Linked DNA regions of Mus musculus: all the other regions are linked to region 4. Evidence: chromatin contacts called from public HiCAR-type, HiChIP or PLAC-seq and promoter capture Hi-C data. All regions are on one chromosome and are shown on one strand. The core of a region is the stretch at or near the end of the contact, and the rest is flanking DNA. Distances in the headings are between cores, read along the strand shown.

What was found. HiCAR-type assays count read pairs that join an accessible place to other places. HiChIP or PLAC-seq counts read pairs in DNA pulled down with a chosen protein or histone mark. Capture Hi-C pulls out chosen DNA fragments and counts their contacts.
Region 1: a HiCAR-type map of astrocytes shows a contact between it and region 4, with 4 times the contacts expected there. The contact joins the promoter of Phkg2 here to the promoter of Atxn2l in region 4. A contact is called at or near these places in 5 of 39 promoter capture datasets (the C10 cell line, cranial neural crest, liver and 2 more), 2 of 115 datasets of contacts at active chromatin or transcription factors (astrocytes and embryonic forebrain) and 3 of 9 other capture datasets (adipose tissue, liver and pancreatic islet).
Region 2: a contact with region 4 is called in an H3K4me3 HiChIP or PLAC-seq map of forebrain, with 5 times the contacts expected there. The contact joins the promoter of Prss8 here to the promoter of Atxn2l in region 4. A contact is called at or near these places in 3 of 39 promoter capture datasets (liver, neutrophils and pre-B cells), 2 of 115 datasets of contacts at active chromatin or transcription factors (forebrain and microglia) and 1 of 9 other capture datasets (liver).
Region 3: a contact with region 4 is called in a promoter capture Hi-C map of liver, with 5 times the contacts expected there. The contact joins the promoter of Zfp668 here to the promoter of Atxn2l in region 4. A contact is called at or near these places in 4 of 39 promoter capture datasets (the C10 cell line, liver and pre-B cells), 2 of 484 Hi-C or Micro-C datasets (B cells and CD4 T cells), 1 of 115 datasets of contacts at active chromatin or transcription factors (astrocytes) and 3 of 9 other capture datasets (adipose tissue, liver and macrophages).

Annotation. Positions count from the first base shown.
Region 1 is chr7:127,570,337-127,576,032 of GRCm38.p6, forward strand. It overlaps Phkg2 (phosphorylase kinase, gamma 2 (testis)), which reads left to right and starts at 3,012. Exons shown (of 10, transcript NM_026888.3): 1 at 3,012-3,120; 2 at 3,518-3,630. The coding sequence starts at 3,536.
Region 2 is chr7:127,928,196-127,933,567 of GRCm38.p6, forward strand. Prss8 (protease, serine 8 (prostasin)) reads right to left here and starts at 1,918. Exons shown (of 6, transcript NM_133351.3): 1 at 1,603-1,918; 2 at 1,362-1,379. The coding sequence starts at 1,687. Prss36 (protease, serine 36) reads right to left here. Exons shown (of 15, transcript NM_001319147.1): 13 at 5,372; 14 at 5,176-5,297; 15 at 4,443-4,919. The coding sequence ends at 4,635.
Region 3 is chr7:127,874,499-127,879,997 of GRCm38.p6, forward strand. Zfp668 (zinc finger protein 668) reads right to left here and starts at 2,338. Exons shown (of 3, transcript NM_146259.4): 1 at 1,549-2,338. It overlaps Zfp646 (zinc finger protein 646), which reads left to right and starts at 3,203. Exons shown (of 3, transcript NM_172749.4): 1 at 3,203-3,609; 2 at 4,072-5,499. The coding sequence starts at 4,155.
Region 4 is chr7:126,499,624-126,505,592 of GRCm38.p6, forward strand. Atxn2l (ataxin 2-like) reads right to left here and starts at 3,814. Exons shown (of 22, transcript NM_001361487.1): 1 at 3,277-3,814; 2 at 1,799-1,835; 3 at 1,633-1,689; 4 at 1,480-1,551; 5 at 1,100-1,250; 6 at 506-630. The coding sequence starts at 3,569. 4930456A14Rik (a long non-coding RNA gene) reads left to right here and starts at 2,811. Exons shown (of 3, transcript XR_869939.3): 1 at 2,811-2,976.

The DNA of each region.
Region 1 (5,696 bases), core at 1,762-4,261, 1.1 Mb after region 4:
TTTTTTTCCCTCCCAACAGGCCATTAGAAACTTTTTATTTCTTGCTTAAAAATCTTTTCAGGCCAGGCTGTGGTGGCGCATGCCTTTAATCCCAGCACTTGGGAGGCAGAGGCAGGAGGATTTCTGAGTTCTAGCCCAGCCTGGTCTACAGAATGAGTTCCAGGACAGCCAGGGCTATGCAGAGAAACCCTGTCTCGGGGGGTGGGGGTGGGGGTGGATCTTTTCAGAGCCAGCAAAATAGCTCAGAGTAAAAATTTCTATCATCAAACCTGACATCCTAACTTTGATCCTTGAGACCCACATTGCCAAAGGAGCCAGCTCCTGTGACATGTCTGCTGACCACACACACTCTGTGATGTGCATACATACATATAACGTGTGATTTTAAAAGTCATTTCCCATTCAAGCAGATCAGATGTAGTTTTCCCTGGTTTGTCTGTACTAGACTTGTTACTAAGTGCCCCCATCTATATGCTGAATTAATGGATTTTCCCCATTTTCTGTATTAAAGGTCGGGGAGTCTCTTCTGCTTCTCTCCCTCTTTGCTTTCAAAGTTCTCCTATGAACCTTAGGTTTTTGGAACTCAAGAGGACTATAAGGAACTAGTTTGTACTCTTTTCCATCTTGCTTGCTCTGAAAAATAGCAAGCCAATATATACATCATCTTCCAGTTTCTCACATTTCCTGTCAAGTCAGAAACTAATATGGAAGGAAATATTTACTTATCTTTGCCTCCTTGTAATACCTCTTTACACGAACAAGTTCTTCTGAGCCTTGGCCATGTCTTACTACCCACAGAGAAGACCACAGGACTGCCACCACAGCCCACTTACCATCCCATCAAACACGACAATTTGAGGGGTGTAATATTTTCTAGCCCATCAGCCATTTTGGAGTGTCCCCATACTTGTGGCAGACCCCATTCAGCAAGGAGACATGCTACCCTACAACAAATGAGATGACAGCTGGATCACTCTGAAGTTTTCTCTCTCAAAAATGCTGTTCTTTCAGAATTCTGAGCTTTGATTGCACTTCTTATTCATTGCAGGAAACATGCATCTGCCTGGACAGCAAGGTGGCACAATATTTCCTACCACACTGGGGCACAGTAATCATCCGGATAGCCCTTGCCCCTGCAGATGCTATACTGAGACCATTTCAGAAGTATGTCTCGTCCCCATAGTAGGGACATGGAACCGCATCTCCCAGCTAACTGTTGGGTTTGTGGGTTCCTGTTCATATGCCAATTGCTTTGTTTGACTTTACTGGAAAGATGTGAACAAACACTTATTCATCCCAGATAGGGCATACTGAAGGCCAAAGAAAGTCACTAACCACTGAGTTTATTTGGTTTTATATAGGAGCATAGTGACTCAAAAGCAGCTGCATCACCGAAAATCACTGTTTCTCCTTTATTCATCAGGTGAATAATTTATATACTTTCTCAATTTTTATACCCATCTCTCTCTCTCTCTCTCTCTCTCTCTCTCTCTCTCTCTCTCTTTTCAGCGCTTGGAGTTCTGCTTGGCCTTGTTCCTGCTGGGCAAGCATTCAATAGCTAAGCTCTATCCCAAGTCCTGCTGTCATCTTTAAAATATGTTCTAGTCAAGTATAATGAACATGCAGTAAACCCCACCTACTTAAAGTCTGTGAGTTAAATGGAATATCGGGAGGCTCAGGTTGTGATTCCTGACACATTATTGTTGTCCTTGGTCATTTCCCAAAGATCCCTGGTTCCTTTGTTTGCAACCAAGAGAAATCAGCATTTAGACTTTATACTAGCTTCTGTTTTGGGGGTCCTTTTAGAAATCAATACTGGAAAATATAAAATTATTTTTTAATCTGTTTTTCACCATTGCCCAAATTTTACCTGTAGTTCTTCCTCTAGTTCCAGATTTCATATTCTCATAGGAAGACTCTTCGGTTCCTAATTATATGAATACATTATTTTGACTAATTTCAGAATAATTATCCCCTGTGTACCAACAACAAACCTACTTAGGAAAGTTCAAAACTATTTTTGCAAGTTGTTAAAGTTAAGCTTGATGAGGAAAGGCTCTACAGTGACAGAAAGCAAAAACACTAAATTACTTGGTTTCCTTATAGAAAAAGCTGTTAGAAAATCATGCTGTAATCTAGGCGTCCTGAGCCTTAAATCCCAGCACTCAAACTGACTGATCTTTGGAGTTCCACCCCAGCCTGGGATACACAACGAATCCCTGACTAACAAGGGCTACATAGTGAGACACCGTCTAAAAAAACAAAAATTATCATTTCTCTTTTGCTGGACTGTAACCTTGAGGATTTGCTTTTTTCTTTGCTGTTACTCCAGAACCTTGGTTTTAGGATATGTCTGGCTTTGGAATTACTCTAGGCAGGACCTTAACAACCTTGTGTACTTAATGCAGGAGGGTCTGGGAGCAAGACGGTAGGAGTCTGTGACCCCAGGATGATGGACACTATCCTGAAAGCTCTAGTCAGGACCAAACGGCCAAGCTGCATATGCATTTTGTTTTGTTGTGTTTCTCAAAACAGTTTCTCTGTATAAACAGCCCTGCCGGTCCTGGAACTCACTTTGTAGACCATGCTGGCCTCCATCTCAAGAGATCCATCTGCCTGCCTCGCCTCCTAGTGCTGGGATTAAGCGTGCATGACCACACTTGTCTACACGCAGGTTTCCACAAAAAAAGGAATTTTGGAACAGGCTCTTACTATAATAAATGAGGATTCCAGAAGGAAACTAAAAGGGCCTTGTCCGAGGGCACGGTGAGGTAGTGCGGAGACATCACATTTCCGGTAACCTAACTTCCGTGTCTCTTTACAGACCAGCAGCACCAGGAGAGAAAAGCAAGTGCTACATGTTGATTGGCTGTTTTTCAGGCTCCTCCTCATGGTGGAGACCTTTTGGGGACTTCTAGCGCCAACGGCCTTGTCCGCCCTGGAATCCCGTCTTCCTATTGGACTGCCATTTTCCAATCGGAGGGTTTCTAATCCCTAGTTCTCAAACAGCAGGGGCCATTGGCTGCAATGATGGGGGCGGTGCCTTAGGTCGCTGTGGGAGCCTTACAGGTTAAAGCAAAGGAACAAACATAAACCAAGCAGCTGAGGGTCTTTGCGCAGGTTAGACTGTTCCCTCCTCACCCCCCTCCCCCCACCCTCCCTTCCCCCTCCCCGCTCGCACGGGTCATCCTGCTCGAGACCCCCGCGCCCCTCCCAGTGGACGCCAAGTGCGCTTGCGCGGTAACAGCCGCCCGCACTTGTGCCATTTCCCCCTTCTTCCGAGCCACCTTTCCCCCCTCCCGCCCTTCCCTATCCTCTTCCCTGCCCTGCTTCCCTCCCTCCCCCCTAGGCCCTTCGTTGTGGTCTCCCCGGTCCTGATCCTTCCCCTACCCCACCCCCAACCCCCAGGACCCTGGCGCCCCAGCCGCAGGTGCTGCGCCCCCGGGAGCCACGATGTGCATCCTCTCAGAACCTGTGGGCCTCCTTGCCCTCACTGCCCTCCGTTTCCTCCTCCCAGGCCCCCACATCCCTCAGAATGACGTTGGACGTGGGGCCGGAGGATGAACTCCCTGACTGGGCTGCGGCCAAAGAGTTTTACCAGAAGTACGACCCTAAGGACATCATTGGCAGGTGAGCCTTCACAGCTGAAGCATACACCGGCCCAGTGTAGTCAGCTCCCAGCCAGGAAATAAGGCTTCCTTCTGAAGACTGGATAGTTAGGAAGTGGACAGTGGAAAACAGTTAGTGACTTGGCTAGTATTCCGAGTTAACCCGCATTTTTTCCTCTATTCATCTATATTGTCAACAATTGTTTGTGGTCCAGACAACGGGAAGGTAGAAAATACCCATCACGTGAGCATTTCAAAGGTATCTAGTTCGAGAAGTAGGGGTCTGTAGAAAAGATGCTTGGAGCTGGGCGGTGGTGGTGAATGCTTTTGATCCCAGCAGAGGCAGGTGAATCTCTGTTGAGTTGACACCAGCCTGGTTTACAGAGGAAGTTCAAGGACAGCCAGGACTACACAGAGAAACCCTGTCGGGGAGGGGAGCAGGGATTGCTACTGTGATCGCCACCACAGATGCTTTATGGTTTAGTTTCAGAAGCATAGTGTATTGGTTATGTTGTGTTAAGCACCAAGAACACCGGGTGAGGGAGTGACAGAACAGGAACCCTGAGGAAGTTTCTGTCTTGGAAATGTTTCTATCTTTACATAATGAAAAAAAGATAAAGGTCGAAAGGAGCGTTAGGGGAAAAAATAAGTAGGCAGTAGGATTCAATCAACGGGGTCTCCACAGAGGAGGGGCTTTAGGAGACTTCTAAGAAAATGACAGGAGGGTTGGGGGAGGGGTGTTTGGTTGTTCATGGTGCTGGGGATTAAACTCAGGGCCCCATCCTAAGAGACAGTGCTTTACTACAGAGCCACATTCTCAGCTCCGAGGACTTGAGCTGAGACATAAAGTGTGAGAATAGGCTGGGGGGGGGGGGTGTCTTCTCATTTAGAGGGGGCAGTTAGTGCAGGGCTCAAGGCAGTGGCTAGACCATAGACAGAGTGGGGAAAGACAAGAAAGGAAGTGAGGAAAATGGGGCTTTAGGCCATGATGCGGACGCTTTCAGAGCGGTACCATGACGTGGAGCGTGCTTGTGAGCAGGGCGCTTACTCTCTGCGCTTGGGTTAACGAGGGTAAAAGCAGAGCCCACCTTCTAGTCTGCTGTGCATTTGGTGTGAGTTGGGGAATTGTGTTAGGACACTTGTGGTGGCACTTAAAACACTTAGAAATTTAAAAAGCTCTTTCTGGCCTTTATGTAGAGATAGGGAAGGGCTGGTGATGGTGACGCCTGGACTCGTGGCGATTGCAGAGCTGGAGAGAAGCAAGCAGGTGCAAGTGATGGCTTCAGAGGAGAGGGGATATCGGTCATAAGGAAGGGGAAAACAGGGGGACTTTTAAGGTCTTTATTTGAGCACCTGAATACCATTTACTGAAATGAAGACTTGAGGAAGGATTAGATTGGGGAATGGAGTGAACTAGTCAGGAGTTTTATTTTGGAAATACTAAGTTTGAGATACCCCGTGGATGGATAATGCTCTCAAGTGGGTTTGAGTCTGGATAACAACCATAAATGTGGAGGAGTCAACATTTAGAAAGGGGCACTAAGCAGGGACAGTGTAGAGAAGGGACGGGGCTGAGGCTCCTGGGTCATGTCACCATTTCCTGATCACTTAGAAGAGCTACAGAGGACGGTGGGGAGATGCCATCTGTGAGCTAGTAAGAAAAGTGAAAGAATGCCCTTTTAGAAGGTTGCCAGGAGCTGCTTCTGAGGCCTGAGAAAGGCAGGCGTGTGGCATTAGATTTGGCCAGGCACATTTAGATACCACATGGAGATGTCATGAAAGCAGTTTAGAACCAGGATTCTGGTGAGAAATTAAGGCTCAAAGACAGTGTACAGTGACAATTGCACGTAGATATTTAAAGCCTCTAGAATTCAGCACAGGTCAGCAGGGGACTCACTGTGCCTCAGTATCTGCTCCATTGCTGTGAGAAACACCATGGCCAAGGCAGCTTAAAAGAGAAAGCATTTGGGGCTGGTGAGATGGCTCAGCCGGTAAGAGCACTGACTGCTCTTCCAGAGGTCCTGAGTTCAAATCCCGGCAACCACATGGTGCTCACAACCATCTGTAATGGGATTCAATACAATGCCC
Region 2 (5,372 bases), core at 668-3,167, 1.4 Mb after region 4:
TGCCCCTTAAGTCTGAGTACACAAACCACGAGTCTGGCCACGTCAGCCTTGCAGAACTCTTCCATGGCTCCATATTGACCTTAAGATACATCCCAAGGACAGGAGAGCTAAGGCCTCTTGCAACCTCTCCACATGACAGCTTACAACTGCCCCTAACTCTAATGGGTGGAGATCTGATACCTTCTTCTGACTTCCAGAGGCATCAGGCATTCATGTGACACACAGGGCAAAACACTTAATTTTTTTTCCCCAGACAGGGTTTCTCTGTGTAGCCCTGGCTGTCCTGGAACTCACTTTGTAGGCCAAGTGGCCTCAAACTCAGAAATCCGCCTGCCTCTGCCTCCCGAGTGCTGGGATTAAAGGCATGCGCCACCACTGCCCGGCACTTAATTTTAAAGAATTAAAAAAAAATAAATTGCAGGTACATATGCCACTATCCTCTGACTATCACACAGCCCCGCTTCCTGTCACAGCCACTGGGCCACTCACTCCTTACCACTGGACCTTTAAGACCAGTCACTCTATTCTGAATGCCTTTCCAGCCTTTCTCCACTAGGCTAGAGAGCCATCCGGGCACAGCCCCTCCATGGCATGTTTGGATCAGCCGGCTAGGTCACAGGTGTCGCTCTCAGCTTCCAGGGCCCTCTCCACAGAGTCCAGGCTGGCTGACACCTGTTCTCATGCCTATGACTGTTCCAACTGCACCAACCTGAGCGTTACCTAGAGACACACCTGTTTCCACCCTCTCCCCATCTGCTGAGCACAGGAGAACTAGGGGTGTGATTGAACATTGCAAGGAAATTGGATTCCTCAGGTTGGGGACCTGAGCCGCTCCCCCCACCCCCCAAGCTAGCAGTAGGCAGAGAAAACACCTAGCTAGATTCTTCCTTCATTCCCTCACAATCCTGACAATGGCTACTACTCAGACTGCAGCTGAGGCGCATCTAGGCTCCAAGGGGCTTTCACTTCCCAATCTCCCGGTCTTCCTCACAGCCCTAGAAGAACAGAACTGAACAGCTTTTCAAGGCAAAGAAACTGGAGCTTTGAAAGATAAGGAGACAAGGCTACTAGATAGTTATGCTCAGACCGGAAACCAGTCTACACTGGAGCTGATCTTCTCAGAGCCACCTCCCCTACCCACACTGAGAGTCAGGCTTCGATTATGCCCGCGGACAGCTCACTGCATCTCTTTACCTCAGTTTCCTCATAAAACAAGAGCCAAGATTCCATACACTCAGAGCTGTTGGGACACTTAGTGTGGCTAAGTGCAAGCCCAGCTAGGCGACAAGTGTTCCTACAACCCGCCAGGGGACACCGAGCCGCTGTGCCCTCACTCCCCCAACTCCCGCAGAAAGCCTCACCTTCAGTCCCGTCAGCTCCTGGAGGGAAAGAAAGAGAGAGGAGTTGGCAGGGAGGCCTGAGTCCCCAGAGCCCTTCACGCCAACCGCTTCCCCATAGGGTGATTCCTTGTTTGGGGGACTAACAAGAGAAGAGGGGAAGACGGTAGGAACACGGAGATTCGCGAATTCAGTCTACACGGGGACCAGCCTGCTCTCACCGGGGCTCCTTCTCCAACCCTCCCTCCCGCGGATCCATACTTACGGATTCCCGACTGGAGCAATCCGAGAAGGAGCAGAATGGTCACAGCTTCCAGCTGCCCAAGTCCCAGGCCCACCCTTAGGGCCATGGCCTAGGACAAGGGCCCCCCGAAGGAGCCCCTAGGTAGAAAGGGAAGAACCAGAAGGCTGGTTTTGAAGGCAGGATCTAGGTGTGGGATCAGAGTGAGGAATCCCAGGATCTAGGCTGGGAAGGTGAAGCAGGCTTCTCGGCAGAAAATGGCCAGGGGGAAGACGGGACACACCTTTAGTCTCTCTGCAGTGACCAGCGTGGACCTGTTCTGCCTTACAATTTGGTCAACAGAGACCTCTCCAGGCACTTCAGGAGCCAACCACCTGTGGGCTCCTCCCTCAGCCACGCCCTCCTCCTCCTCCTCGGAAAGCAGGCTTTTTTTTTTCCTGCTTCTGGCCTCTGTGGTCCTTTCCTGGATCCTTTCGCAGTGGGTGCTTTTGATACAGGAAAACTGATCCTGGACAGTCAGAAAGCAGTCCCAGGCAGGACTGGGAACCCTAAGGGCCAGCCAAGTACCCCAGGTCTTATTGGTCACTCAGTTATCACCCCCCCTCCCCCCACTCCTAGTCCCCTCTTCCCCGACAACCTGGCCTGGTCTAGACCTTATTAAGGTAGGGCCACAGCCGCTGCTCAGCCCTTCCCATCCCTCCTCAGGCCAGGTATCTAAAACTAGCATGGGGGAATGCCCCAGGCCAAAGCCATTCGTGGCAGGCCCTCTGTAGAAACACCTTCCTGCAGGTGTTGAGCACGGCTGGCTATTGACAATCATCCGGTAAGTATTTGCTAAGTACCTATCTGTGCACCCGGCACAAGTGGCAGACTGTACCATCTATGACCTCCTTAAGATGATGATGAAGTGGGGATGTCAGACTCGAATCAAGTAACAAAAGGCAATTATTGATTAATCATTTCAAATTAGGAGCTGTGATATAGACCCAATTAGTGGGACTCTCAACTGCACAGTAGCTGCAGGGCTCGTGGAAGAACAACGCTGGGAACCAAATCCTCAGAGGGCATGGAAAGATGCCAACCAAACAACACTGGCAAAGTTAGGCCAGGTGTGGTGGCACGTGTCTTTAAAGCCAGTTGTGCTTTGTCCCACGGAGGCACAGGCAGGCAGATGTCTGTGAGTTTGAGGCTAGACTGGTCTACATAGCAAATTCTAGGATAGCCAAGGCTACATAGAGAAAAATCTCTAAAAAAAAAAAAAAAAAAAGCCGGATGTGGTGGCACACTCCTTTAATCCCAGCAGCACTCAGGAGGCAGAGGCAGGGGGATTTCTGAGTTCGAGGCCAGCCTGGTCTACAAAGTGAGTTCCAGGACAGCCAGGGCTATACCGAGAAACCCTGTCTTGGAAAAAAAAAAGAATAAATAAATAAATAAATAAAGACAAAGCCGGGGTGTTGTGAAGTAGGTAGGGTAGGAGTTCAGGGAAAGGCCTAGGGAAGGCTCGGTGGTAAAGCAATTCCCACGTGCAGGCCCATAAAAACCCAGGTTCCGATCCCTGGCTTTCTGTAAAGTGTGAGTGTGGCGGTTCACAGCTGCAACCCCAGGACAGTCCTGGGTGGGAGTCAGCAGACCCTGGGGCTTTGCTGCCCAGCCAGTCTAGGCGAACCAGCAAGGTCCAGGTTCATGAAACCCTGCCTCAAGACAGGCTGGAGAGCAGCAGCCTCAGAGTTTGCTTGTGCTGGTGCATGCATGTGTGTGTACACATGAGTAACAGGGCACAGGAGTTCACAGAAAGGCAGCCCGTGTGCCGGCCGTCTGTGGGTATGGATATGGGTTAGGTTTAAGCTGAGGAAAAACTGACCCTTACTTCCTCTGCTGTCTGCAGCTGGATTCCAGCCCAGCCCTGGGTCGGAGAATTCCTGGAGGGGGTGAATCAGAGGGAGGGAGGGGCAAGACTCTGGGAGTCACGTGCGGTGCGTTTAGGGAAAGGAAGGGGCAGATTCAGTGTGGGGCATAGAGAGCAGGTGGCTGTACTCACTTCCTTGAGTCTTGGAGAATATTCACTGTGGTACCCAACAGAGAAAGAAAAGAAAGCCTTTAACCACATCTCCCCTTCTCAGTTTCCCCGCGCCACCTACCAGCTTACTCTAGGTCTCCCTTCCCACATCTTTGCTTGTATAATACACTGGACCCCACCCCCAACTCTACCCTTTGTTTACCCATTGAGAAAGACTCCCACGTGTTCTTCAGCTCAGTATTTGCTGTCTTTGTGTGCTCAAACCTCTTTCCTCCTCTAACCGTTTCTTGATCCCTAGCCCTGGTGTGCTTAGATGCCACAGGGAGTGCTTGGTGAACTTAGTATTTCAGGTTCCAGTTGTCACGCTTTGCCAGTTAGCAAGTAATATGGATTAACTGGTGAGTGTAGGGGCAGAGGAGGGACTTGCATGGAGGTGGCCCTGATCCTGGGGACACTGGTTAGGACGTGCAGGAGGGAGTCTCTTAAAGGGTGCAGAGGTTCTTGTGTTTGTGTGTGTGTGTACATTATACATTAGGGTATATATTTGGGGCTAGCTTTCACATCCCAAGGCCTCCTAGTCTTGGACAGTCAGAGCCGGGGCTGTGGTATGCTCCAGGTGCTGGGGACACTAATTCCAATGGAGAGGTGACACACAACCAGCTGTCCACCTAACCTCCCCCGCCCAGAGGCAGGAATGAGGGAACAGCTGCCACGTTATAGGGGATACATTTCCTGGGATCCCAAGGCCTGAGTCACCAAGAGGGTAGAGCCCTATCCTTGGGGCTTTCCCCTTAGCTCTGAGGTGTTCAGCGCCTCTGTAGCGTAAGAGATGCCACAAAGCCACGTGTCTGTATTTACATTTTTATTGTCTGTTCCTCCTCCACCCCCAAGGATTCTTAGATTTAAAGTAGCCAGCACTGAGGTCCAATTATCTGAAAGCTGATGCAGTAGAGGTGGAAGAGGCCCTCTTCAGGCCCGGGAGCTGGCCGGTTGAGCCACATTCCAGCCCTGATGGGTGGTGTGAATAGGAGCCGGGCTCTCAGCGAGGGATCAGTGGAGCCAGGAGGAGGAGCAGAAGCAGAGCAGTGACCTTAGGGGAGCTAGCAGACCCTGCTAAGTCTTGGGGGCAGAGGTCACTGCCTTCAGGAGACCAGTAGGAGGAGCCACCGAGATGAAGAAAATGGGCTTCTCCCACGGTTTGCGATATCCATGTAGCTTCAGGGCCAATGGCTGCAAACAGCTCCCGGTTTCCTCGAACAGCCATGCCCACGAGAACCCAGGGACCTTCCTCAGTCTGGCACAGGAGGGGAGGTGCTGAGGTGACCTGCAGAGTTGGAGCCAAGGCCAAATGAGTCTGTCACACTTCCATCTGGTTCTCTTCCCTAAAGACCCATCACAAAGCACTGCATATCTCGCCCTTAGGAATCCTGGTTTCTGGTCTCTCTAAGGTCTAGCTCCGAAATAATACTTGATCCTATCTGGAACCCCATACCAAGGAACTCCATTTCTATTCGAAATAGGGTCTAGTTGCCCAGAACTACTTTTCCTCTCCCCGCTCCAAGATCCCTAGGCCCCTGTACCTCACATCTATCCTCCTGTCCCTCTGAATAGAGGACACAGAAGGTCCCAGGAGTCAGAATACCCGGATAGAGGCAGTGACAGAGTCGTGGTGTCAAGATGGAGACAGCAGCAACTACAGGAACTAGAGAGGAGAGAGAACTGTAAAGGGTTCTGGCCCGAGGTTACTCCTTATTCCCATGACCCAAGGACTCTCACC
Region 3 (5,499 bases), core at 1,088-3,587, 1.4 Mb after region 4:
ATAACACAGAAAAGCCAGGCAATTACCACAGACTTAGCTGGTATTTGAAGCCAAGTAGTCAGATATGGACATTTCTGCCATCTGTCCCCTTGACTATTGTAGCACTAGCATATGTTATTATTTGGTTCTTAATTTTTCACCTCCAGCAATCGGGTCCAGGGAACTTTGTTCTACGCACCTGTTACTCCAAAACTGTTTGGTGACTGAGAGCAAACTTCTGGTGGAATTCACACCCAGGTCTATAGCCTCTGCCTCTTCCACTGTAGGAGTTTGTGAGAGTCAGTCACCAACTATTTATTAACTTAAATGCCCCGTTTTTTACAAGGTCACATGGTTCAAGTATCACCCTAGTACTCCAATTTGTTTACTGTTGTGATGAAACCCAGTAAGAGAGATGACATTTTAATTTCTCACACGTTAATGAGACTCAGTGTCCCCAAAGCTGGGTTTGAGGGAGCAGCGCAGGTGTGGTAAAAAAAAAAAAAAAAAAAAAAAAAAAAAAAAAAGAGGCATCTAGATATAATCCTCAAATAGGTCAACATATAAGCCTCCCAAACCTTGAGCCTTTTGATGAAACTGTGTTGTGGTGAATGTTTAATGATATCCTAGGCCTAACAACCAGTCAGCTCACATGATCCCATTTTTCCACCCTCAGATTCTGTAGCAGCGTCCACTCTGGTCAGCAACCAAAGCTCCATCAACAATTCACAAACTTTACCACCTCCATATGCAATTCCCTTTGTCCCTCCTTTTCCTTCTCCCATGGGAAGATACTTGCATGCTTCCAATACTCCATTCCCCACAAAAATAATAACGAGCTGTAAGATGAGGGATGCATCGCGCTCGGGGACTCAATTTCTTCAGTGGAATAGTGGAACAGCATACGGGAGTTTGCAGGGCAGTAGGGCCTACCAGACTCTCTGAGGAGGGACAAGACCTGCAGAAACCCAGCGCTCCTCGCTCTCTGCAACCGTGTTTGTGCGGGTGTCCTCGCCAGACAGGCAGCCCCCGCAGAGCGGGGCTGTATGCTGACTCATTTGGGACTAAACCCTAGGATAACGTAGCTTCGGCGAGCGGAACAGGGCAGAATGAATGAAGAAGGAAGGCATGAAGAAATGAATGGACGGAGGATTCAGAGCAGGACAAAGACCTGCAAAATGGCGTTCTTTAGGACCGCGGGAGGGGCGGGCAGAACCTCGGACTGGGAGGGGGGGCGCAGCCGCCAAGGACTCGGCGACGAGGCCCTCGCCACTCAGACAAAAGCCCGGAACATGGCGGACTCTAGGACCCCCGGGTCCGCGCCGAGCAGGGCCGGCAGTCGCGTCCGCTGAGCCTGGGCATCCAAAGCACTGACCGGCGGGCACCGGGCGGGTTCTAGGACCTGCTGGGCCCGCAGCCCGCCCGAGGCCGCTCACGGCTCGCCCCGCCCGGGATGCTCGCGCCTGGTCAACTCCGTCCGCTCGGCAGCACACGTGAAGCCGGGAGCACCCCAAACCGCGTCGGGGGCCGCTGCCCGAGCCCCCGCGACTTCCCGCCGGCGTGTCCTACCTGGATCGGTTTTCGCAGGCTCCGCAGCTTTGGCGGCGGTGCCTGGCGCCGACGGAGCTCGGGACAGTCGGAGAGGGGCAGGCGCTAGGACCCGGAGGGAGGGCGGGGAGGGGCCGCCGGGCAGACGGCGGAAGTGGAAGGCCGCCTTCCTTGCTCGGGAGGAAGGAAAAACTTAGGGAAGCAGCCCCGAGCCTGCGGAAGCAGAGAAGTATCTTGCGAAGGGTTTCTGGGTGCTGAGGGGCTGGCACGCCGGGCTGATTGACGGCGGACACCCGCCAAGTCGCCGGAAGCGTCTGCAGGAGCTAGGAGGTGGGACGATGCGGAGAGGGCGCTCGGGCTTTGTGGTGCCCGCGTCCACGTCGAGTCCACATTTCCTCTAACAGCGAGGAAAGGACTCAGCGAGGATCCCTCCACGCCAGCCCTGGGAAGAAGCTTTTATGGAACCTCGTGAAAAGTGTCACCAAAGCGCCGTAGCCGGGGCTGCAGGGTCTTTCCTGTGACCGTACTGCCCGAATAAGCACGCGAAGGGTTTCAGCAGCTCTGGACGGAAGTGTGGCTTAAATCCATCCGAACGCCGCGCCGACCTGCGTGGGCGGAGCCAGAGCTGCGCCCGCAGCGGAGCGTGGGGGCTCACGCTGCCTGGGAGCTCCAGCATTCTGGAAATTGAGGCAGGAGGATTGCTCCGAGCTCGAGGCCGGCCCGGGCTGCAGAGTTAGACCCAGTCTCAAAACAACAAAAAGAAAACAAACAGTCGGGCCCACCCGGAACCTAGCGCCGGAAGCGTGTCCGTGCGGAAACACTGCCCGCGGGAGGGACAGGAAGTGTTCCCAGGCGGAAGTTTCGCGGGGAAGCATTAGCATCTAGGACACTTCCTGGTTCCTGGTAACAATAGGAAGTGTCCGCGGAACTGGGCTAGACTCTGGGTTCATACCAGCTGTCCCTGCTCCCTCTACCTCCTCCTCTCTCCCGCACCTTTCCCTCAGCTACCACTCCCGGGTACCCTGGCTGAGTGTGCGTGTGTATGGGCTCGAGAACTCTCGCACCAGCCACCACTTATGGCTCGCGGCTGCAGTTAGGGTAAGGGTCCCAGTGCGCAGGCGCGCTCCCGTTCACGACCTCCAACGGACGCGCCGGCGGCGGGAACCAGAAGGCACTCCTGGTGCGAGGTAGGGATCTAGAGAAGAAATTGGCAGAAAAGACGAGTGACTCTACAGGAATGTGATGGTGGTTGGTTAGGAAAAGGGGACTCGAGTGAAGGAGTTTTGAGAAGTGAGAATTCTGGGACCAGGCTCAGCTGGTGAGATTAGAAATAGTTGTGCTAGGGTCCCAGGAGACTAGTCAGCCCCGGAGAAAGGCCAGATGATGTGGCAGAAATGAATAGCTGCTGCTGGTTTTGGAATGAAGGTTGCCTCTTGAAGTGAGTTTATGTAAAAAAACGAGGTAACACGGCTTTGGATTTAGTGGTGTAAATGTACTTACAAGCTTATCATAGTGTCGCATGATTCTAGTCCCAGTTTGGGAAGCGAGGGCTACATAGTAAGACCCTGTCTGAAATGCCACCCACCCACCCCAAATACACTTGTGTAACAGCAGTGCTTGGCCCATGGTACTGTCCAGCCTGAGTTGCTATCATAATTTAGAGAAAAAGTAGAAGAGGGAATGAAAAGTGTTGGAGACAGCAAGGTAAGGTAGGTAGGGGATAGAAAAGGCAGAGAATAAAATGAACTTTCAACCTGAAATGGAATGGGATTAAATGTACTTAAAGGAAGTAAAACTAACGCCTAACAGGGAAACAGTGTGATGCTGAAAAGGCCAGGTTCATCCCTAAGAGGGCCTCTACCTTCTACAACACATAGGTGACCACTGAAGCCAGGTTCGTCCCTAAGAGGGCCTCTACCTTCTACAACACATAGGTGACCACTGAAGAAAGCAGCTGCTCTGCCATTCTTTTCAGACCACTCGGTTTAGCTGAAGAGTGAAGAAAGAAAGGTTGCACGTCTGTGTAAGGCCTGCCCAACAGTCGTGGCTGTCTCCTTCAATCTCAACTCTCAGGAGTCTGAGGTAGGAAAATTCATAAGTGTGAAACTAGTTTGGGCGACTGAGGGAATCCCAGAGCAGCTTGAACTTTACAGTGAGCTGAGACCATATCTCAAAAGCAAATAGTTCTGGTTCGTTGTTACAAAAACAAACACACACCTCATAGATTTTTGTTAGGTTGTCAGAATGATAGAGTGCACAGTCTGAAGATCAATAAGATCCATTATATATAACCTAAAAAACAAAATCAGTCTGTCTAGGCTCCAGATTTTATTTTCCTTATTTCTCTCAGGCTCTAGAGATGACTTAAACCTGGGGGAACATTTCTAGGAGTTTGTGCATAGCGAGGCTTTCTGAACCTCCAGACCTAAGAGAGAGCGGGTCCCTTGGCATGGATGTTTGGGGAACCTCTTTGCGACTTGCTTTAGTAACCAAGAAACAAAACTGACTCGATCCTTCCTTCTGACTACTGTCCCCCCTTTCTAGGCCTCAGCCCTTCTGCAGAGAGAATGCTGCTGCCACCTGTCTGTCCCTCCTGAGCCTCCAGGGGTTTTCTACCGCTTTGCCTCATGGAGGACATGCCCCTCTCATTCAGTTGCTCTGACTGTCAGCGCCACTTTCCTAACCTCCCAGAACTGGCACGGCATCGAGAACTGCGCCATTCATCTGCTAAGCAGGACGGGGAGGAAGCCGATGGCATCCCTCACCCCTATGGCAGTCACCCGGAGAACTTGGCCAACCATCAGAGGAACCATGAGACTCTTTTTTTCCCCTGTACCACCTGTGGCAAGGATTTTTCTAATCGCTTGGCCCTCCAGAGCCATATGAGGACTCATGCTCCTGAGAGCCACCGAAGGCACGGGCCTCCACATGCCATGGAAACCGCTCCACACCTTGGGAGTGAGACCATGGCTACTGACTCCTGGGGTCAGAGGCTTGGATCTGGGGAAGGCTGGGAAAATCAGACGAAGTTGGTACGAGAGACACATGACTGGGAATCTGGAGCTGACCCCAGGGCAGCGTCAGGGACGTGGGAAGATCCACCTACCAAACAAAGACAAGGCTTAGAAATGCAGCCAGATTCTAAAGGAGGTACGGCGGACTGGGTGCCCGCCGTCAGTTCCGAAGGAGCATCACCACTCCCCACTCCAGCGAGCAACCTTCTTAGCAATTTGGAACAGTATTTGGCTGAATCAGTAGTGAACTTCACAGAGGCCCAGGAGCCCACTGAGCCTCTTCCTACTGAGGGGGAGCGAAAGTACAGGTGCAGTGAGTGCGGGAAGACCTATAAGCATGCCGGGAGCCTCACCAACCACCGCCAGAGTCACACTCTGGGCATCTACCCTTGTTCCATCTGTTTCAAGGAGTTCTCTAACCTCATGGCCCTGAAGAACCACTCGAGACTCCATGCCCAGTATCGGCCTTACCACTGTCCTCACTGCCCCCGTGCCTTTCGGCTCCCCAGGGATCTGCTGGAACATCAGCAGTCCCATGAGGGGCTAAAGCAGGAACAACCATGGGAAGACAAAGAGATGCCTACCACAAATGGACACGCAGATGAGAGGAGTTGGGGTCAGCTATCTAAAACAGGGATGTTGAATGGTTCTGGGGAGCTCAGCTCTTCTGGACAGCTAGAAGATGGCGGCTCAGAGGAATATCGACCTTTCTGTTGTGGAGACTGTGGCCGTACCTACCGTCATGCAGGTAGTCTCATCAACCATCGAAAAAGCCACCAAACAGGTATCTACCCCTGTTCCATTTGTTCCAAGCAGCTATTCAATGCAGCTGCTCTGAAAAACCATATTCGTGCTCATCATAGACCCCGGCAAGGAGCTGGGGAAGGTGGTCAGTCATCAGTGTCCTCAACTGCTCTTACGTCAGCCGAGAATACTCCAAAAGTGGACGAGGTCCCCA
Region 4 (5,969 bases), core at 2,564-5,063:
ATTGTAGGTATGTGAAAGTCTGAGGACGATCTGCGAGAATCTGTTCCTTTTCACCACTTGGCTTGGTGGCAAGCACCTTTATCTGACCCACCTTGTCAGACTAATTTAGAACTCTAAGCTCATCGAAGAAACAGAATGAAGAAGCATGGATATATACAATAGTCCTCCTATACACCTCCATTTCTCTCCTCTGCTTTTCTTTAAAGACTTTTTGTTATGTAGCCCAGATTGTCCAGGACTTCACAATTCTTCTGCTACAACTTCCCCAAGGCTGGATTAGAGGTATGGGTTATACTATGCCCACCTTATACTTTTTACTACAATTACAAGTGCTGCCACGGAGAAACTTTAATGGTTTTCAATGCAGAGGATGGGAAAACTGACCAAGAACAACCTCAAAACAAAAGTGAACAAACATAGCCCAACAGAAAATAATGAACGTCCACATCAGCAACCCATGTTGACCACAACTCAGCCCGCCTGTTCTCAGGAAGGGAGAACATACCATATCGGATTCCAGATCGTAGTCGTCACTGTTGCTGTCACCGCCCTCCCAACGTTGAAGCACCTTCTCTTTGTGTTCTCCATTCACCTTAGAGTTCATGGCAATGGCTGAGTCAGTGAACTTATCTGTTGGCAGAGGGGAGCAACAGAGTCAGGTGATGGGCCCACTTCTCATCCTTACTCCCCACCCCATGCAGTTTAACAAAATGAAACTAAGAAACACCAGATTTAGTTTATGGGAGCAGGGAGAACTATTGAAACAGGTCTATCTAGATGGGGTGGTGAATGCTGGTAATGCGAGCACTCAGAAGCAGAGGCAATTTGATCTCTGCCAGTCTAAGGAGGCTAGCCATATATACAAAGACCCTTCCTTCCTCAACAGAAAAACAAAGCCCCAATCTAATCTAAAAGCTAAACTTGAAAACATGAAAAAAGGAGTACCTACACCGCTAGACACATTCACTCGACTCTATCAGGCATCAAGCTATGTGCTCAAGAACTCAAGTCACCTCTACTGAAAAGTAAATCAAGTCAACGTGTTCAACCTGCGGGCTAGCTCTCGTCAGCTTCTTGACACAACAGTTCAGAGCGATACCTTTAGTAGCATAATTGAAGTCAACATTTCGGAAGTGGACAAGCAGAACGTCGCTTGGTTTAAACACCATGGTGTCCACAATGTCTTCCCGGCGAGGCCCACCTGCTGGCTCAGATGCTTTCCGATGCACCGCGTCAACTGCCAGTTCAAACTACAAAAGCCCCAGTCCAACATGGCAGGGTCAGTATCAGAGGGAGAAGATGGATTCGCTCTTAAAGCTTTCTAGTCTTTCAACGTCAAATGCCCATGTCACTCTGTATTTCCCAATGTCAACCAGAGAACTTAGCAAAAGCCTCAAAACTGCCCGCTGTCACCCAACACACACTCTCAATCTCACTCTCCTTCACAGCTTCAGAAATTCCTAATTTGAGTACACTGACCTTTGAGCTCAGAGTCTTGAAAATGCCCTCGTAAGTGGTGCCATTTTTCACCTTTACGTCACAAGTAGAACCCTAGCAAGGTGAACCATTTAGTCATTTTAAGAAACTGAAACAGCATATTCCTCAGACACCCAGGTTAAAGCTGTTACTTACCACTACAGCTGTCAGGAAATGCAGCATCCTGGAATTGTTATAGACACCTTCAAACACCTGTCACACGAGAAAAAAGTAAAGGGCAGCAGGTGAATACTCTCTTCTCAGATTGTCCCACACTGTCTGTCTTCCGAGTGTCTTTACAGGAGGAAAAGAAGGCACTCACGGGTGACTGTGGGGGTCCCTTTCCGGTGGTCTGTCCCCTATTAAAAAAGAAAGAGAGAAATAGTTTTAATTAGTAGTGAACCCTAGACCAATGTACCAGGTCAACTTGCTGATTTAGGCTATAGACTGATTAACAAGCAAGACTTTTCAAGTTCTCACATTAAAGAAGAAAGTAGGCATTAACTGCTAAAACATTTTCTCCGAATTCAAGATTTTAAAAAAGTCAACAAAATATTCAATAAACAATAGCTGTCAAATGTTCCTAACAGTCAGTGCAATACAACCTGACTTCCTCTAAGGGACAGTCCTTCACTCTTCCGATAAACCACTGCTATAGTATTAAACCAACAGCACACTTCAGCTGTGAAGGCGAAAGCCCGGGCATCCCAAACGCAGCACCTCTGAGCTTAGACACATTACCTCCCAAAGGAAAAAAAGCTTTCAGGAGCCTTGGATTCCAAATCCCAGGAGAAGTATATTCTCCACACCCCACCCTTTCGCCCTCATTATTTTCATTCAGCCTGTTACCCACTCTGAAGGGATCCCCAAACGCCAGGTAACACAGCTCCTCGACGGCTGATGTAACCGGCAGTTGAGGAGGGCGAGGAGGGGGCCGTTGGCTGGGCTGGGGGACCGCGCAGCCGCAAAAACCATCCACCGGGATGCCTCGCCCGGTCTGCGCCTGCGCACTACAGCCCATCGCGCTCCACCACCCGCTCTAGAACAGAAGCCACTGCGCCTGCGTCCAGTGCCTCTTTCTATCGCATTGACACACCGAGAAAAACCGAGGGCACCCACTCCCCACTCACCGACACCAAACGCCCCTAAACCCTCCAAATAACCCCTCCCTCCTCCGCCTCTGCTCTACGTGTTACCGGGGCAAGCCAATGCCCGAGTCATAAGACAGCATCCGCGCGCACGTACGCCCGGGGAGCGCGCGCGCAGGAGCTTCCCAGCCCGCAGTCTTCCCAGTAGCCGCTGCTTCCGCGCCCCCGCCCACCCCGTCCCCCTCTCACTGGCTACACCGGGAAGAGGAGGGAACAATCCGCTCCCAAGTCCCTCCCTCCCCATTGGCCAAACTGTGGGCCGCGCGCCCCCCCCCCATTGGCTACAGTCGGGGACCCCTTCATGCAGCTGACTCCCCATTGGCTGAAGCCGGGGACCGCGAGATCCTTCGTGGTAATGGAGCTAGGGACCCCATCACCTCCTCAACCCCCCCAACACCCTTTGCCGACGGAGCTGGCGGGATGCGCCCCGCCTCCCCTCAGGGCCCAGACCCCCAAGAGGTGACTAGGCCCAGAGAGCCGAGCGCTGCCCCCAGGCTCCTGGAGACCTCCCGGAGAGCTTTCTCTCCGACCTGTTGGCACGAGGGTCCACCCCCTCCTTCACGGGGTCCTGGGCCCCCAAGAGCCCCCTCAACAGCTCCAAGCCGGGGCGCTGCCTCCCGGGCTCTCCCTAGCCAGGAAGCCCCGTCCTCACCTGACGCTGCCGATAGCCACTGCCCCTGGCCTTTCTTGATGCTGCGGCGGCGCTGACGCCGCTAAGATGCTTTCGGCTCCGCGGCGAAGTCCGCTGCCGGCAGCGGCTGCAGGCCCCAGGCACGGAGAGACCGCTGCGGGAGGCCCCGGGGGAGCCGCGGTGGCGGTCAGCGGTCCCGGGAGGCCGCCGTTGGGAGGGCTGGTCCCGCCGGGAGACCGGCGAGCCACGGCCTGTTGCGTGGGGGGCGGCTGCTGGGGTTGGGAGGTCTGTTGTGGCGGCTGAGGCTTCAACATGATGGCAGCGTCCGGAAGAGAAATAAGAGGGAAGGGAAAGAGGGCCTGGGGCCGGGCCCCTGCTGGAGAGCGCGGGAAGCGAAAGAGATCGCCAAGCAGGGGACCCGCCGTTGGCGGGCGGGGGGAGCCCCGCGGTGTCAGGGGTGGATCGAGAAGACGGCGGCGCGAGGAAGCGCCGCGAGGCGGAAGGGGAGGGGGGATCTCGCGGGCCGGTGGACAGCGAGAGGGCGCGAGCCGGCCTGGCGCGCGTGCGCGTCGCTGGAGAAGGAGAGGGAGGAGCGCGGGCGGAAGCGCCGGCGGGGGAGGGGCGCGGGGAGCGCCGCCAGGCGGTTAGTTCCGGAACAGAGGAGAGGCTCGAGCCGTGGCTCCGACCGGCCTAGCCCCTGGGGCGGAAAAGGAGCCGCGCAGGCGCTTAGCGCACCTCTAGGTTCTGAGCCACCTTAAATGCTGGCGGCCGCGGTTGCTTCACAACGAGGGTGGGCGGGGCCAAAGCCGGGAAGGGGAAGTGCCGGCGGACCCGCCCCTCCCACGCCGCCAGCGTAACGTCAGAAAGTCTCCGCGGTGGTGTGAGGTGTCACGTCGTAGCGTGAGGTTCTTCCGCCACTGGGTGACCGGTGGGCGGAGTCTCGGGAGCAAGAGAAAAAAAAAAATCCCTAGGACTGGAAAAACCTAGTACAGGTAACTTAAGGCAGGTGGGTTTTTAAAGGTGCTGCTCTCCATCTTAACTGCTTTAAAATATTAATGAGCGTCAGAATGACTATTCTGAGCATATGTGCATCCCAACAAATGTGCCCAATTCTAAATTGAAATTCAGTGATTCTTTCAGGGAGAGCGACCCCCTGAACAGTAGCAATACAAGCCGTCTGAAAGCCAGACTGACTAAGAGTATATTACAGAATCCAGCTGCATAGCAAGACACGGTTAGAAAACCGTGGTATAGTGCTTGCCTATTAAGGCAGCCCTCATTCAAAATTAGGGCAGCTATGGTGCTTCAGAACTTTAATTCCAGTACTAGGAAGGGAAGGTAGGAGGATCAAAAGTTTGAGGCTATCCTGCATTGTATAATAAATATCAGGTCAGCTGGGCAGACCCTGTTTCAAAAGGAAAAGTTGATGGAAAAGTCCATGCTTTGGGTAACTAAGCCACTCAAAGCTCAAGCTAGTGGAAGATTTATATAATTTGAGCAAAGGTACTTGGTAAAACACAGAGGGCAGGAAAATGGATTTCTATACAGACGAAATGGATCTGACAGGACATACGAAAAAATGGAGCTTGATTGGAGCCTGAAATCCTCACTCTATAGCTGTAGCTGGCTTTTAACTCCTTGTGTATACCATGGTGGTCTTAAAACTCACAGAGATCTGTCTGCCTTCTGAGTGCTATGATTCAGACATAAATCAGCACAGCCAGACTTTGTCATGGAATGTTAACCTAAAATCCCTTTATTGATAACATAATCCAAAAATTAAATCTAGGATTGGGTAGACACTAAGAAATTGAATATAGCAGTACAGATGAGTCCAAATCTACACTTCAGATTAATAACCCATCATAAGCGGAAAAATGGAATTAATTTAAAGTCATCCTCAAATATTTAGTCTGAGGCCAGTGGGTCAGGTGAGAGTCGGCATACACTTCCTAAAAAGTATAGGAGCAGGGGAAAGATAAATAGGTCATTTGGTAGCAGTGTACAAAATAAAAATGTATGTGTGGGTGGTTTGCCTTGCAGGTATGTTGGTGTAGAGTGTGTGTGTGTGTGTATGTGTGTTGGTCTTGAAGGCCAGAAGCAGGTATCCGGTCCCAGGGACTGGAGTTAACAGTGATAAGAAGCCATGCAATTGTGTTGCTGAGAATCAAAGCCAAGTCCTCTGGAACTGAGCCATCTCTCCAGCTCCCAGATTTTTAAATTTTATCGTAGGCATGTGTGTGCTTGAGTGCATTATGCATACCATGTAGGTTGCTAGTGGAAAACTGACTTCCAGGCAGCTAGGGTGAGGGTCTTAAAGCCCACACCCACAGTGACTATTCCACCTATTCCAACAAGGCCACACCTCCAAATAGTGCCACTCCCTGGGCCAAGCATATTCAAACCATGACAAATGTGTATTGTTTTCCAGAGAACCTGGGTTCAATTCCCAGAACCCATGTCAGACAGCTCATAATTGCCTGCAACTCAAGCGCCAGAGGGTTTACTGCCTCTGTTTTTTATAGGTACCTACAAACTTGGCATCAACTCACACAGACAGACACATGGATGATTGAAAATAAAATCTTAAAAAAAAAAAAAAAGAAAAGAAAATCTTTAAGGAAAACCCCTTCAAGCCAGGCAGTGGTGGCACATGCCTTTAATCCCAGCACTTGGGAGGCAGAGGCAGGTGCATTTCTTGAGTTCGAGGCCAG